Regions from separate parts of the Arachis hypogaea genome. Here region 1 is linked to region 2. A link is a contact called in public Hi-C data. All regions are on one chromosome and are shown on one strand. Each heading gives the region's core, a stretch centred on a gene start, on an enhancer-like site or on the middle of the called end of the contact. The rest is flanking DNA. Distances are from core to core; before and after follow the strand shown.

The links. Hi-C and Micro-C count contacts between places; a contact is called where the count stands out from the background.
Region 1: a Hi-C map of leaf shows a contact between it and region 2, with 3 times the contacts expected there. The contact joins the promoter of LOC140182320 here to the promoter of LOC112775412 in region 2. A contact is called at or near these places in 4 of 8 Hi-C or Micro-C datasets (leaf and an unstated tissue).

What each region holds. Positions count from the first base shown.
Region 1 is chr19:115,347,953-115,355,287 of arahy.Tifrunner.gnm2.J5K5, reverse strand. It overlaps LOC140182320, which reads left to right and starts at 1,915. Exons shown (of 1, transcript XM_072228482.1): 1 at 1,915-4,533. The coding sequence starts at 1,915. The coding sequence ends at 4,533.
Region 2 is chr19:115,121,566-115,128,896 of arahy.Tifrunner.gnm2.J5K5, reverse strand. It overlaps LOC112775412 (pyruvate kinase isozyme A, chloroplastic), which reads right to left and starts at 4,230. Exons shown (of 6, transcript XM_025819005.3): 1 at 3,513-4,230; 2 at 2,414-2,504; 3 at 2,100-2,293; 4 at 820-941; 5 at 1-226. The coding sequence starts at 4,043. LOC112778638 reads left to right here and starts at 6,014. Exons shown (of 12, transcript XM_072228786.1): 1 at 6,014-6,532; 2 at 6,792-6,840; 3 at 6,937-7,006; 4 at 7,307-7,331. The coding sequence starts at 7,313.

The DNA.
Region 1 (7,335 bases), core at 666-3,165, 230 kb before region 2:
ATAATCGATTATTTTAGAAAGTAATCATACAAATAAAAATTATTGAAGTAAATATAATCTTTCAGCGGTGTTCTCTAACAACTTTTTTTTGGTCAATTTACACCCTTACGCATACACATCCCCTTCCCTTCTCTGTGGTTCTGTATATTAACTTCCTACTCATAATTAAGATTTGAACTCGGTGCACACCAAAGCAAACATAGTTGCTACTAAACTAAGTCTTGTAGTGCTCTAACACACCCTTAAATGTTGAAGCTTTTTTTTTTTTTTTGTCATAAAAGGTTGAAGTCAATTTTAAAAATTTTGAAAAATATTGGATAGACTAAAAATATTACTTACCAAACAGAAAAAAAAAAAGGTATTCAACTTAGCATCTATGGGTTGAAGCAAATATGGGTTAATTATGTTAGCAGTTATCTGGGCTATTTAGTGGGCTGACATCAATAAATTCCTTCCCGTTTTTCCATTACAGAATGTTTCCGTTGGTTTAAACATTGGACCCAATAAAAAGATTAGATAACAATTCTCTCTCTTCCCCAAACCCAAAAATGTGCCGATTATTCATACAAACACACGCACACACACAAAAAAAAAAATGTTTCTATATTTTCATTTTCAAAATATTCAAACTAACCACAAATGGGATGGATGAAATACCTTAACATAAGTAATAAACTCAAACTAACCACACACAAAAAATGTTTCTATATTTAATATTTTGTTTATATTATTTTATTTATTTTATTTATAGTATAAACAAAATATATGTATATATATCTTATTTTTAATATAAATGGAATAAATAATATTACATTAATTAATAAATATTTTTATAATAATATATTTTGATAAATAAAATATTTAATTTATTTATTTAAAAAAATTTTCAAAATTTTTATTATATTACTTTAATTTAATCTTTCTTTTCTCTTTTTCATTTAAAAAAAATAGCCTCCAATAATCTTTAACAATTGGTACATAAGGACAACATGTTATATTAATTTTTTGGTAAACACCATAGAATCTTCTTTTAATTTATACTTTTAAATATTATTAATTAATTACCCACTAAAATATTAAATTGGGTTGCCCTGTAACATTATCCATTAACAAATTTTATTGTATTGGACTTTATTTCGAGTTCTTTAACAAAATAAATAGTATACATTAGTGACACCCAATACGCAAGATATGTTAAAACTTTTTGCCGTACAGAATTTGTTAGTTTTCTCCCTAATTAGGCTGTAATTGCAGAATATAGACATGGTGATATTTAGGAAAGTACATTGTATAAATTGTAAGCCTAGTGTGTACCTCGTCTATAATTAAGTAGACCATTGAATTAAATTGTATGTTGCCCGTGTCAAGAAATAGTAAATCTGATCTTATTCACATAAATGCTTCTATTTAATAAGAGAAAATGATGATAAACCTTCCATCTTAATAGCAAGGTTTGGAAGTGATATTACCGTTATACGTCGGTTACGAGTTATAGTTCGGCAGTCCCCTTTTTAATTGGTACGTTACTTCTGCGCATTTACCCCGCCGACTTTATGGCAATAAAGTTCTTGGTCGGTTACATACAACACGATTAATTCATACCTAAACGATTAGTATCATCTTTTAATTATAAAAACGAATAATCGGAGTTCGCCGAGGTATGTTGGTTCAAAAACAAAGAGACTTTTCCTAAATTATTCTCTTAAACTAACTTGAGCGTCGGAGTGCTTTTTGCAGGTGCTCCCCTCATTGTCTTCACTTGGCGGCCGAGCTTCATTGTGACGTACTAGGAGATCGGCTGATAGCTTCCAAGAAACGAGTTATAGTTCGGCCATATCCAGGCAAGAACATTTGGCGCCCACCGTGGAGCCGAGAAGTTAAAGATCTTTCTTTGCTTATTTCTCACAGGCTCCAATGGCTGATGCACCACCACCCACCCCTTCCGAGCTCCTTCGGATGGTTACCGAGCTTCAACAAGCTAACCAACAAATGGCCGAGGCAAATCAACGTATGATGGAGGAAAATCAAAGGATGCAACAACAAATTGAGCAATTAGTCAATGCTCGTATCGAGCATAATAACGACCACCATGGACGACGAGACAATGATGAGCGACAATCTACACCAACGCATGTCTCGGAAACACCCCAAGATGATGAAGGTGGTGGCCCTCGTAATGATGAAGCTCCTCCTGAAGACGAGGATAATGAACCCGACAACTCTGTGGGACCATTCACAGCTGACATAATGAATTTTCAGCTTCCTAGGCAATTTACCTTGCCTACGACGTTAACCCTCTATGATGGCCTGGGAGATCTGAAGCAACACGTCAAAAAATTTCGATCTATTATGATCGTTAACGGTGCATCCGACCCTATTTTATGCCGATGTTTTCCGTCTTTTCTAGATGGTCCTGCACTTGACTGGTTTTGCTCTTTGCCTGTGGATTCTATCTCACGTTTCCAGGAGCTGGCGAAGCAATTCGAGGATCACTTTGCAGCATCGGCGATATATCTACACGGCTCCGACTATTTAACAACTGTTAAGCAAGGCCCTCAGGAAAGCCTGAAAGACTACATCACCCACTTCACGAAGATAGCGATGAAAATTCCGAACCTTCATCCCGAGGTCCATTTACATGCAATCAAAAGCGGCTTACGCCCAGAGAAGTTCCAGGAGACCATCGCTGTATCCAAGCCAAAGACACTAGCCGAATTTCGTGAGAAAGCTAAGGGGCAAATAGATATTGAAGAACTTCGTCAAGCCAGGAAAGCTGAAAAGTTGGCAAATACAAAGGATGACGATAAACCTCGGGATAGCAAGAAAAGTTTTAAGCCTACCCCACGATATGACTCGTATACGCAGTTTAACGCCAAAAGAGATGACATTATCAAGGAAATCCTGAACTCCAAGTTGATCAAACCCCCTCGAAAGGCCGGCAGCTACCCAGAACCCAAGAATATTGACAAATCCAAGTATTGCACATTTCATCAGAAGTATGGTCATACAACCGATGAATGTGTTATCGCAAAGGACCTCCTTGAACGCCTAGCAAGACAAGGACATCTTGACAAATATATTGCAGGGCATATGCAGAAAAGGACTATTCCTACAACGGACCCATCTCCCATGGGGTCCTCATCCAGGGACAAAGAAAAATCCCCCGCTGAGCCACGGGGTATCATCAATTGCATCTCTGGAGGATATGCCGGAGGTGGGCCCACAAGTTCGGCCAGAAAATGCACGTACAGGGCCATGTTGACCGTTGGGGATACCACCAACAATGCTCAGCCCGTACAAGACATCCCAGAGATGACCTTCTGTCCAGCCGACTATAATTGCATTGACACAAACTTGGATGACCCTGTTGTCATCTCTATCCAATTAGGAGACTTAATAGTCCGGAAAGTACTGCTGGACCCAGGCAGCAGCGCCGACGTATTATTTTTTGCTACATTTGAGAAAATGAAATTAAGTACTAACATTTTGCAGCCATCTGTAGGGGATCTGGTCGAATTTTTAGGAGAACGGGTTCCAGTCATGGGTTCAGTGTGGTTACAAACCACACTCGGTGAGCAACCACTTTCCAAAACTCAAGATATTCAATATCTCGTGGTCGACTGTTTTAGCCCTTATAACCTTATTCTCGGGCGACCTTTTTTAAATCGATTTGCTGCAATTGTTTCTACAGTCCACCTTTGTGTAAAGTTTCCTGTGCAGAATAATGTTGTTGCTACGATACACGGCGACTTACAGGAAGCTTGGTACTGCTATAACACAAGCCTCAAGCCTATCAAGAGAAGCAATGATCGGCGGGTTAACTCCATAAGCGCCGAGCAGCCAATATTAGCCGAACTAGATCCCAGAGTCGACTTCCAAGATCGTCCTACAGCAAACGACGACCTAACAAAGCTTTTTCTGACGGACGACCCTATGAAATTCACTTTCGTGGGAACTTCCGTCGAAAGCAAAGAGAAGGATAAGCTCATCCGTTTCCTGCGCGAGAACGTCGATTTATTTGCTTGGACATCAGGGGACATGCCAGGCATAGATCCATCTGTTATTACTCACAAATTGGCCATAAACCCGGCGGCCCGACCAGTATCCCAGAAGAAACGGAATCTCGGAACCGAGAAAAGGCTGGCATCCATGGCCGAAGCCAAAAAGCTCATTAATGCAAACTTTATCCGGAAAATCAGGTTTACGACTTGGTTAGCCAATGTCGTCATGGTAAGGAAAAGCAACGGTAAATGGCGGATGTGCGTTGACTTTACCGATCTTAATAAAGCATGTCCTAAAGACGCATATCCTTTACCTTCTATTGACACTTTAGTAGATAACTCTTGTGGTTATGGTACCTTGAGTTTCATGGATGCTTACTCTAGTTACAACCAGATTTTCATGCATCCATCAGACCAAGAGAAAACAGCTTTTATAACTGAGTATGGTAATTATTGTTATAATGTCATGCCTTTCAGCTTAAAGAACGCAGGTGCAACTTACCAGAGGCTGATGAACAGGGTCTTTGACTAGTAGATAGGCCGAAATATTGAAGTATATGTTGATGATATGGTCGCCAAGACAAAGGTCGGCCATTCCCATGTTGACGACCTTGTTGAAATCTTTGGCCAAATTCGAGCTTATAATATGAGGCTTAATCCGGAGAAGTGCGCTTTCGGTGTGCGAGGCGGCAAGTTCCTTGGCTTTATCCTCACTAGCCGAGGAATTGAAGCGAATCCGGACAAATGTCAAGCAATTCTTGATATGACTAGTCCCACAAACATTAAAGAAGTGCAGCAATTAACAGGGCGTTTGGCGGCATTATCCAGATTTCTACCATGTTTAGCATCTAAATCCCTAGCTTTTTTTAAATGTTTACGAAAAAATACCACTTTTCGATGGGATGAAAATTGTGAGACCGCCTTTCAAAGTTTAAAGCAATTTCTTTCTGAGCCCCCTGTTTTACAGAAGCCTAAGCTCAGAGAACCGTTATACTTGTATTTATCAATCACTGACATGGCAATTAGCTCTGTCCTTGTTGCAGAAAATGAGAAGGCACAACAGCCAGTTTATTTCGTGAGAAAGTCACTGCAGAACGCCGAGCTTTGCTATCCGAGGTTAGAAAAACTCGCCTACGCACTAGTCTTCTCGGCACGGCGTCTTCGTCCCTATTTTCAAAGTCACACAATAAATGTCAGAACTTCTCAACCACTGCGTCAGATACTAGCCAAGCTCGAGCTAGCAGGAAGATTAATCAAATGGTCTATTGAACTATCCGATTTTGATATTCAATATCAACCAAGGGGCTCTGTCAAGTCACAATACCTCGCTGATTTCATCACCGAATTTACGGGACCAAGCTCGGATGCTGACATTGCACACTGGAGGCTATTTGTTGATGGAGCCTCAAACCCCCAAGGATCTGGAGCAGGGATACTTCTGGAAAATCCTGAGGGGGTTGTCATTGAGCATTCTCTTCGGTTTTCCTTCAAGGCCAGCAATAATCAGGCCGAATACGAAGCCCTAATTGATGGGCTCAGGTTAGCCATCGAACTGCAAGTTCTTAATTTACAAGTTTATTGTGATTCTCTGCTAGTCGTTCAACAAGTAAACCAATGTTTTCAAACAAAGGACCATATTCTGTTAAAGTACCTAGACATGGTAAAACAATTAATGAATAGTTTTTCAAATATCAAAATTACTCACATAGCTAGGGATCAAAATCATAAGGCAGATATATTATCTAAGTTAGCTACCAGCCAATCACACACTGCATCACTTCTGCAATCAACCCTACATGAGCCGAGCATAAATATCATCGGCACTTTCCATATAGATAGTCATGATAGCTGGCAACAGCCATACATCCGATATCTAAAGAATTGAGAGCTTCCACCAAATAACCAGGATTTGAAAAAATTCAAGCGACAAGCATCTTTTTCATACTAATAAATGACAAATTGTACCAGCGGGGTTACTCTCGACCATTACTAAAATGTCTGAACAGGTCAAAGGCTGACTTAGCTTTAGCCGAAGTTCATGAGGGTATTTGCGGGACACATTCAGGCGCAAGAAGTCTAGCGCAAAAGATCCTCCGTGCTGGTTTTTATTGGCCGACCATATGGGACGACAGTAAGAAAAAAGTTCGGAATTGTGACCATTGTCAAAAACATGGTCCGAGCATTAACGTCCCAGCCGAAAACTTACATCAGTCAATGGTAAGCTGGCCATTTAATCATTGGGGAATCGATATTCTCGGCCCTTTTTCTACAGCTCTAAGGCAGGTAAAATACTTAGTGGTTGCAATCGATTATTTTTCTAAATGGATTGAAGTTCAACCATTAGCTAGAATAACATCGGCGCAAATGATATCATTTGTTTGGCAAAAGATAATTTGCAGATTCGGTATACCTCGTCATATAGTAACTGACAATGGTCGCCAGTTTACCGACCATAATTTCAAGAATTTTTTGCAGAACTTAAAAATTAGACAGCACTTCTCCTCGGTAGAACATCCTTAGTCCAACAGATTAGCAAAAGCAGCGAATAAGGTCCTCCTACAGGCTCTAAAGAAAAAGCTCGACGACTCCAAAGATCTCTGGGCCGAACTTATTCCGGAAATTTTGTGGGGTTACAACACTACGGTACACTCATCAACTAAAGAAACGTCATTTCGTCTAGTGTATGGATCAGAAGCAATGATCCCGATCGAAATATCACAAGGCTCGTTAAGAACGGAAGGAGACTCTCATGATGATGCTCGACGAGCTGAGCTGGATTTAATTGAGGAGGTGCGCGACACAGCTGCAATTTGCCAGAAAGCCTTGCAACAACGACTCGGCCAGCGACATAACAGAAGGGTGAGGCCGAGATTTTTTCAGATTGGCGACTTGGTGTTAAGAAAGACCGAGGAAGCTCGAAAACCACCCTCACATGGCAAGCTTGTAGCAACATGGGAGGGACCTTACCGAATTCATCAAATACTCGGCAAAGGAGCATATGTTTTGGAACAATTGGATGGCACAAAGTTACCTAGCACTTGGAATGTCAACTCCCTAAAGCAATACTATAGTTAGCAAGTTGCAGAATGCTGGTACTCTTTTTCCTACCTAGAGATTTTTCCCAAATCTAGGTTTTGCTCAAGGAGGTTTTAATGAGGCTAGCTTACCTATTCAAAGTTGTAAAGGTACTGCATAAATGTCAATTTTCTTCAAATAGTTTATTTTATTCAAAGGTTATTCCAAATACTTGCTTTCACATATCAACTTCCATAGTTCCAGTAAGAGACAAATCATCAAAACAAAAGTCGCATTGTTCCCACATGCGCACGCCCGA
Region 2 (7,331 bases), core at 2,981-5,480:
AGGGTACTCAATCATGGATTCAAGTAGTTGAGAGGCAACAATGACAGGCTTATTCATCTGCCTGCAAAGTTGAACAATCCTCTGTTGGGCAGCCGGAACCTGTTCTAAGGGTATTTGGGCACCCAAGTCTCCTCGTGCCACCATAGCTCCATCAGATGCTTGAATGATCTCCTCCAAGTTCTTCAGCGAATCCGTACTTTCTATCTTTGCAATGACAGAAATATCGCTGCATTGATAAGGCCGAGTTTAGCACATTCCATGTTGTATGAAAGTCAAAAACTAAACAGTGGATGAGGCAATGAGGGCACATTGCACATGCACGCAGACATACACAATCTTCTACCTACTTGCTGGTGTAACTTCACAAAAATGTGATATCCTATTCTAACAGAAACAGTCTAAAAATCCTCTGTTTCTGTCCAAGCTTTGCATTAATTTTATACACCCGTAAATATATTCTCTCTCTCTTTTAGTTGAACAACTGTAATATTCAATTACATAGACAGAATAAATCCCCCACATGTTTGATATTAAAATATACAGATACACACTGCAAGCCTGCAAGCATGCAATTAAGTATTGGACGAGATCAATAGCTTTTTTTCATTTTTCTTTTTCTCAAACATTTTATGAAATGTAGTTCATAGCTATTCCTAAGACAAAGAGAAGTAAAGCACAAACAATAATAAAATCATTTTGTCACACAAAGACCAAAGGTAAAAAGAAACCCAAACAGGTAAATAAGTGATATCCTACTTGTCACTTGTATACGATAATAATATACATTTGTATCAGGTTTAAAATTTCCTCAATACATACCTATCACGAGATCGTGCAGCAATATAACTTTTAAGATGCTTAATAACTTCAGCAGACTTGACAAATGAAATAGCAATAAAATCAACGCCCTCAGCAATACCAAAATCAATGTCTAACCAATCCTGGACATTGAAAATCGTGAAGAATTAGAAAAATGAAAATTAATATAAATAGGTATGGAGACTTTCTGATCCAAGGAAATTTATCATGAAAAATCCAATAATCTGAAATTCAATATGAACAGTTAAAATCATAAAACCTAAAAAAGAAAAATATGATAATGGAAATGTAGAATTGTAGATCCCACCACACAATGCATCACATGGTTCAAAGTTACTATGACCTTAAGCACCACTTTCTAATTAACTTGAATAGATATGAACCTAACCACAGTGAAGATGTTTCCTTCAAGGCTTATATTATATGGGGAATAGTAGTGCCATGTAGCATTCACTAGTCAATTTGATCTTGTGGAGCAGTTGAATTTGATTAATTTTAAGGAAATAATCGATTTTGAAAACCCCCTATAGAAAAAGAAACTGACTTATCAATAAACTTATAATCATCACAACCAAATTGTAATATATTTTCAAATGCTCCAGAATAAATTTTTGCACTAAGGAAAAAAAATGGGAAGAAAAGTAGTGCAGGAATAAGAACTGGATGATTCATAACTTCATATATCAGTCAAGACAAGGGAACAAATTCTAGCTACTTAATGAAAATTAATGCTACTCACATATGCAAAAAGACAAGCATAACTATATTAAAGAATCACAGTGGTATCAACAAAAATTTCTTAGGAGAAGGTTATAACAAGATTACTTTAGCGCTCAAAGTATTTCATTCTTGTAAACTGCTGAAAATTATACATGTGGCAAGTAGCTCAGAAGATACCAATAAGAATGTTATCCAGGCAAGAGCTGAAGCGTTCAAGGAGTGGAATTGATGTCCATTTTATGGAACAGATCAAAGGAAAAGAACTATATCACTAACAAGATTAGAATTTGAACCCTTTTATAAATTAAAGAGTCAGCAAACAATTTGAAGACTTTTATTGTCTGGGTCAATTAGCCAAACAAACATCAAAATTTTGTATGGTCTTCCTAAAGTAATAGTTGCAAAACTTCGACAGGCCTATATCCACTTATTGCTTCCAACTGTGAATGTGAATAATATAAGTGTTCTTATTCCATGAACCATGTGTTTTTCCATCATTCCGATTAAAACCAAGCAAATAAGTAAAACAACCAATGTGAGAAGGCTAAAGAATTGAGAACCTTTGAAGAAATTGTTGGTAGCATGGCATTCCTTTCACGTACTAGACTGCCATTCCTCCAGAATGTCAAATTGGCTCTTGGCAGCAACAGCCCAGGATCTGTACAAAGGCACTTGACATCTGGGCCTATCTTTTCAATCACCTCAAACCTAACCATTCCTCCATCAACTACAAGTTCATCGCCCACTCTAACATCTGGTAGATCATATTTTAGAAGGAATGAACTAACAACTTCAGCAGCAGTTGACAAATAAAACCAGAAACACAATTCCTCAAAAGAAACTAAATGTATAGAGTTTATTCAGAAATATTAACCTTCAGCAAAACCATCGTAGTTCACATTGATGGTGTGTTCCGGAAGAGTTGAATTAAAGGCTCTTACACTGAAAGTCCATACCTCACCATCCTGCAAGAGAATATTCAAAGCACATGACAACAACTCATCATTTGAAGTAGATCCATAAACAACAAGGTTTATGAAACTGTTTAAGTTTGTATTAATCAAAGCTGCACAAATTACACACATTGTAATGTTGAGAAAAAAAGTATTAACCTGAAACTTTACAAGACAGACGAGTAATTTATATGGCATTACTTCTCTGACTAAGTAATTTATACACACATTGTAATGTTGATAAATTGTCTACATGACTAATATTCTTTCAACAAGAAGAACATGAGCCTCATGTAATCTCGCAACAAAAGATGTTTCTCTTGGATTTAACTTTGTATTTTGAATGAAGGTTATTTACCAGCAAGACCAACCCATTGTGGAAGTAAAATATGATAATTATTTAATAATACTGCAAAATAGCTCGAGAAAAGCTTCCAACAATTGTCCAGAAAAGCAGTCAAAGAGATTAAGGGTACTTTCTTTAAGACTAAGTTGATTAAAAAGTGATATCTTCAAACTAAAAAAACTAATAATTATAATAAAATAAATTCCAGAAGAACAATGATTTTTTGAAACAATTGACCTTTTAACATTCTATCAATTTTTGCACACAGGAATGCAAAGATAATCAGTATAATTTGCACCCATACTATGCAGAGTTTACATATAGAGGCAGAAAACATGCTCATATGAATCATTTTGAAACTCTTTCCAAAAAGATATCGCTTTCCAGATAAATTATTCATATCAACTTCCATTCAAAAGTTAAAAAAACATTTTTTTTTCCTTTTGAGGAAAGCGATCTTTCAGTATAGAAATCATTTTCTTTAGGATTTAAATTCCTTCCTAATACAAAGGGGGAGTTTCCTTTGGACATGGGGGAGTAAAATGTAACCCACAATTGTGATTAATCAAAAGAATAAAATAACATATAGGTAACAAAAAAATCATTCTTTTTGTTTTTTAAGTAAGAACTCGCTAACAGAAGTAGAACCATGCAAAAGATATAAAGATATATACCTCAGCTTTAGCAGAGGAAGCACCACCAAGATCACCCATGTGAATCTCGCTGCCTTCAGTGTCCATCATGATGGCGACGGCGAAGCCTTTCTCGTGGTTGAGCCTCCTGACGCGATCGATGACCCCCTTGTGCCACTCCCTCGTGCCGTGGCACATGTTGATCCTCGCCACGTTCATTCCCCCAACCGCCAGAGCCTCAAGCTCCGAGAAACCGCACGTCGCGGGCCCAATGGTGCACACTATCTTCGTCCTCCGCGTGCTTCGGAACCCGTTCTCCCGGAGCTCTGCCTCCGTCACGGCGTCCCCCTCGATCGAGCTCAGATCGGAGGTGCCGGATGAGGGGGACATTGCGACGCCATTGCTGTCGGAGACGATGACGGAGGGGTCGGAGGAGGCGCGGAGGGAGAATTGGAGGTGGGGAGAGCGGCGGGGGAGGAGGGAGAGGTGGGGAGTGGTGTGGAGAGGAGTTTGGCGAGTGGAAGAGAGTGGCGGTGGTAGCGGTGGGGCGAAGAGCTGGAGGGAGTGTGACATGGTGGCTGTGGCGGGGACGGTTACGGTTCCGGTAGAGAGAGAAGAGTATCTTTTTCTTGGGGGGCGGAGAGACCGAAGTAGAGTGTAGAGAGTAGAGTGTGGGAGTTATCGCCCTCCGAATCAAAATCGACGACACAATCACATGTGAGTTGTGATTTGTAACTTTGTTGTTTATCCAATACCTCAAATTCACTGTTTCTTTGGGTATTTTATCCATGTTACAAACTCCAGCAGTCCAGCTAGGGACTAATTACTGTGTTCCACGGTCAATATTCTCTTGTAAAAAGAATTTAATTTTAATAAACGATTTTTGTAAAATATGCATTAATAATATATTAATAAAAATAATTACTTTTTATTTTGATTAGGTAAATAATTATCGAAAAAAATATAATTAGAAAATTATGTAAAATCATTATTAATACTTTAAAATTAAATTCTTGTAAATATAGAAAAGTTAGAAAGATGATGTAATTTAGATCTTCTAAATTTTGAATTTTACTTTAGAGGGAGAAGTGTGATCTCTCACTATTTATTTTATAGGTGAGACAAGAGAAAATATGAAAGAGAAATCATTCAAGGGTGAGAGATCAAATTTTATTCTCTAAAGTAAAAATTCTAAAGTTAGAGGATCCAAATTCAAAGATGAACATCCGATTAACCATTCAAGGGTGAGAGATCAATTTTTACTCTCTAAAGTAAAAATTCAAAATTTAGAGGATCCAAATTCAAAGATGAACATCCGATTCTCCCTCCCCCTCTCTCTCTCTCTCTGACGTGACGCGAATCTCATTCCTCTGTCTCCGGCGCGGCGCGATTCTCCTTTAATTTCCTCTCTTAGGCGCTCTTTTTCCTTGTTTGATTCTGGGTTGTCGGAATTTTTGAAATTGGTGGCTTAGGAAAAACTACTCTTGCTAGAGATGTTTGTAGAGATGAACAAATTTGATGTAAGTATTGGATATAGAATCATTTGTATATTTTTAGTTGAATTACTTAAGCTTTTGGAAGAAACAATTTAGGTTCAAATTCAAAAAAATTTAGTGGTTATTTTTATTTTGGCAGTTTCTTTTAAGGAGAGAATCTTATTCTTGACTATGTTGTAGTCCCCAAATTTGGAGTAGCTAAGAGCAAGGATCTGAGCGTTCATTATGGGAAATGAAAGCTTAAATCCAAATTATATGATTTTTCGATGGATGCCATAATTTGATTGCAAAACCGAAACTCAGAAACCTTAAGCTTTTTTATTTAAATAAATTAATACGAGAATCAAATTACCTGATTCCCTTAAATGGATTTTGAAAACATAATTCTCCTAAATTATATAATATATAAATCGTCCTAACCTTTTGTGTTTTAAATAATATATGAATTATGTTACCGGAAGATTTATGCATGAAATGCATTGCTCAAAAACACATAGATCGTCCCAGATCTTTGTGTGTTACAAAATGTATATAAATTGTCCTAGACCACCATGAATTACGTCTTCTTATCCTAAAGCTCATTGTCCTAGCACGATTTATGTGTTACTGTGGTAAAGCACATTAGGGTGGAATGATTTACATTTAAAAACACAAAGCTCATGACCATGAAACGATTTATGTGCTAAAAGAGGCTATAAATAAACGAGAACAATGTATATTGAGCCATAGTTGAGTTGAGGGTTTTGGGGAGATGGTTGAGAGTGTATTTTTGCTAGTTCATCACCAAAAAAAATTGATGAAAACACATGTGAGGGTGTAATGTTCAGTAATAAAAAGAAGGTTAGAGTGTTCGTAAATCCTTCAACGAGTTTAGAGGATTTAATAAATATTATATTATAGAAGTAAATAAAATTTATACGAAAAAAACTAAATAAAAAAATAAAAAATTGTATACACAACATAAATATAGTACAATAAACAATAGAAAAAAATTTATATAAACAAAAAATAATAAAAATATATAAAAAAGAGACGGGACTTAGCAGCGGAGAATTGCCAGCGTTTTTCCAAAACGCCGCAAATCCACTTGATTACTGCGGTTCTTGTTGCGTAATCAGACTCCGCTCCAATTGATCGGATTTGGTGGCTGTTTACGGCCCAACCGCAGCCAATAACCTTGGAGAGGGGGCTTTGTTTCATTAAAATACCCCCAACCAAAATATTACGGCGCCATTAACCTTCACCCTTTTCGCGTGAACCCAGCAGAGCAAAGGCGCCAATCACTGGTCTCCTTCCCCCGCCGTCGTGACTCTTTCCTCCGTCAATTCCAGCCACCACGTCCGTGTCGTCGTTATTCCCCGTCACCGATCTCCTCCCTCCGCCGTGTAGCTCCCGCGCGCGAAGGTAAAGTAAAAGGGGTCGTCCAAGTCTTCTCCTTCCTCTGTGCACGTCCGTGACGTCGTCGGCGGTCGCCCCAACCATCCGTCCCGGTGTCGTCGTCGGCAGCCTTCCCCCTTGCCCTTGCCCTGTTGTGCGTTGCCGATCGCCCCATCTCCCCTCTCTCTGGTTCGTTCTTCTCCCTTGCCCCAATTTAATTTGAGTGGCTGTTGATAAATTAATTTTGCATCAATTTCATCTCTGTGTCTTCTGAATTTTGGTTCGAACAACGTTGATCGACTTACTTTGCCTAAATTTTCTTTCCCCAATTTAACATTCTGATTTAATTTTCCCCCAATTTTTGAACCCCTGAGTCTTGATTACTTAGTGTTTATTGTTTTTAGAATCATATAGAAATCCGAAGCAATCATAATGTTTAATGTAACAGCATGGTCTAAGCTTCTAAAAATTAGCTTTTGATGGAGCTGTGGTTCAAGGTAAAGCTTTTGATCTGCATTACATATTTTCGTTTTCTAAGATCAATCCTGTATTACATATCTAATATTCTCTTGATTTGTGTTAGCATTGATCAGACATGTTCTCAGCATTGACATTGATCCAGAATCTCTTGAAATAGCATCTCTTAATGCTGAGGAACTTGAGGTATTTTATGTCTCTGTCGAATATTATTCTAAATTATTACAAAGGTTTCACATTATCCAAGTCTCTTGTTTGAATTAAATAATAAGATTTGGTGTATTTTGAATATTGTACATCAAGGCAAAGTGTCTTGAATGAATAAAGCTTGGGATATTGTTGTAATAGAAAAAGATGAAATAAAAGTTGGTCAATTATATGCTATTATATGTTGTAGATGCAATAAATGAAATTTTTCAATAATTATTTAAAGGTTGGTTATTAATAATTGATACACCATTCTTTTTTATTTAATTAAAACTTCAGGTGGATATGGATTTTATTCAGTCTA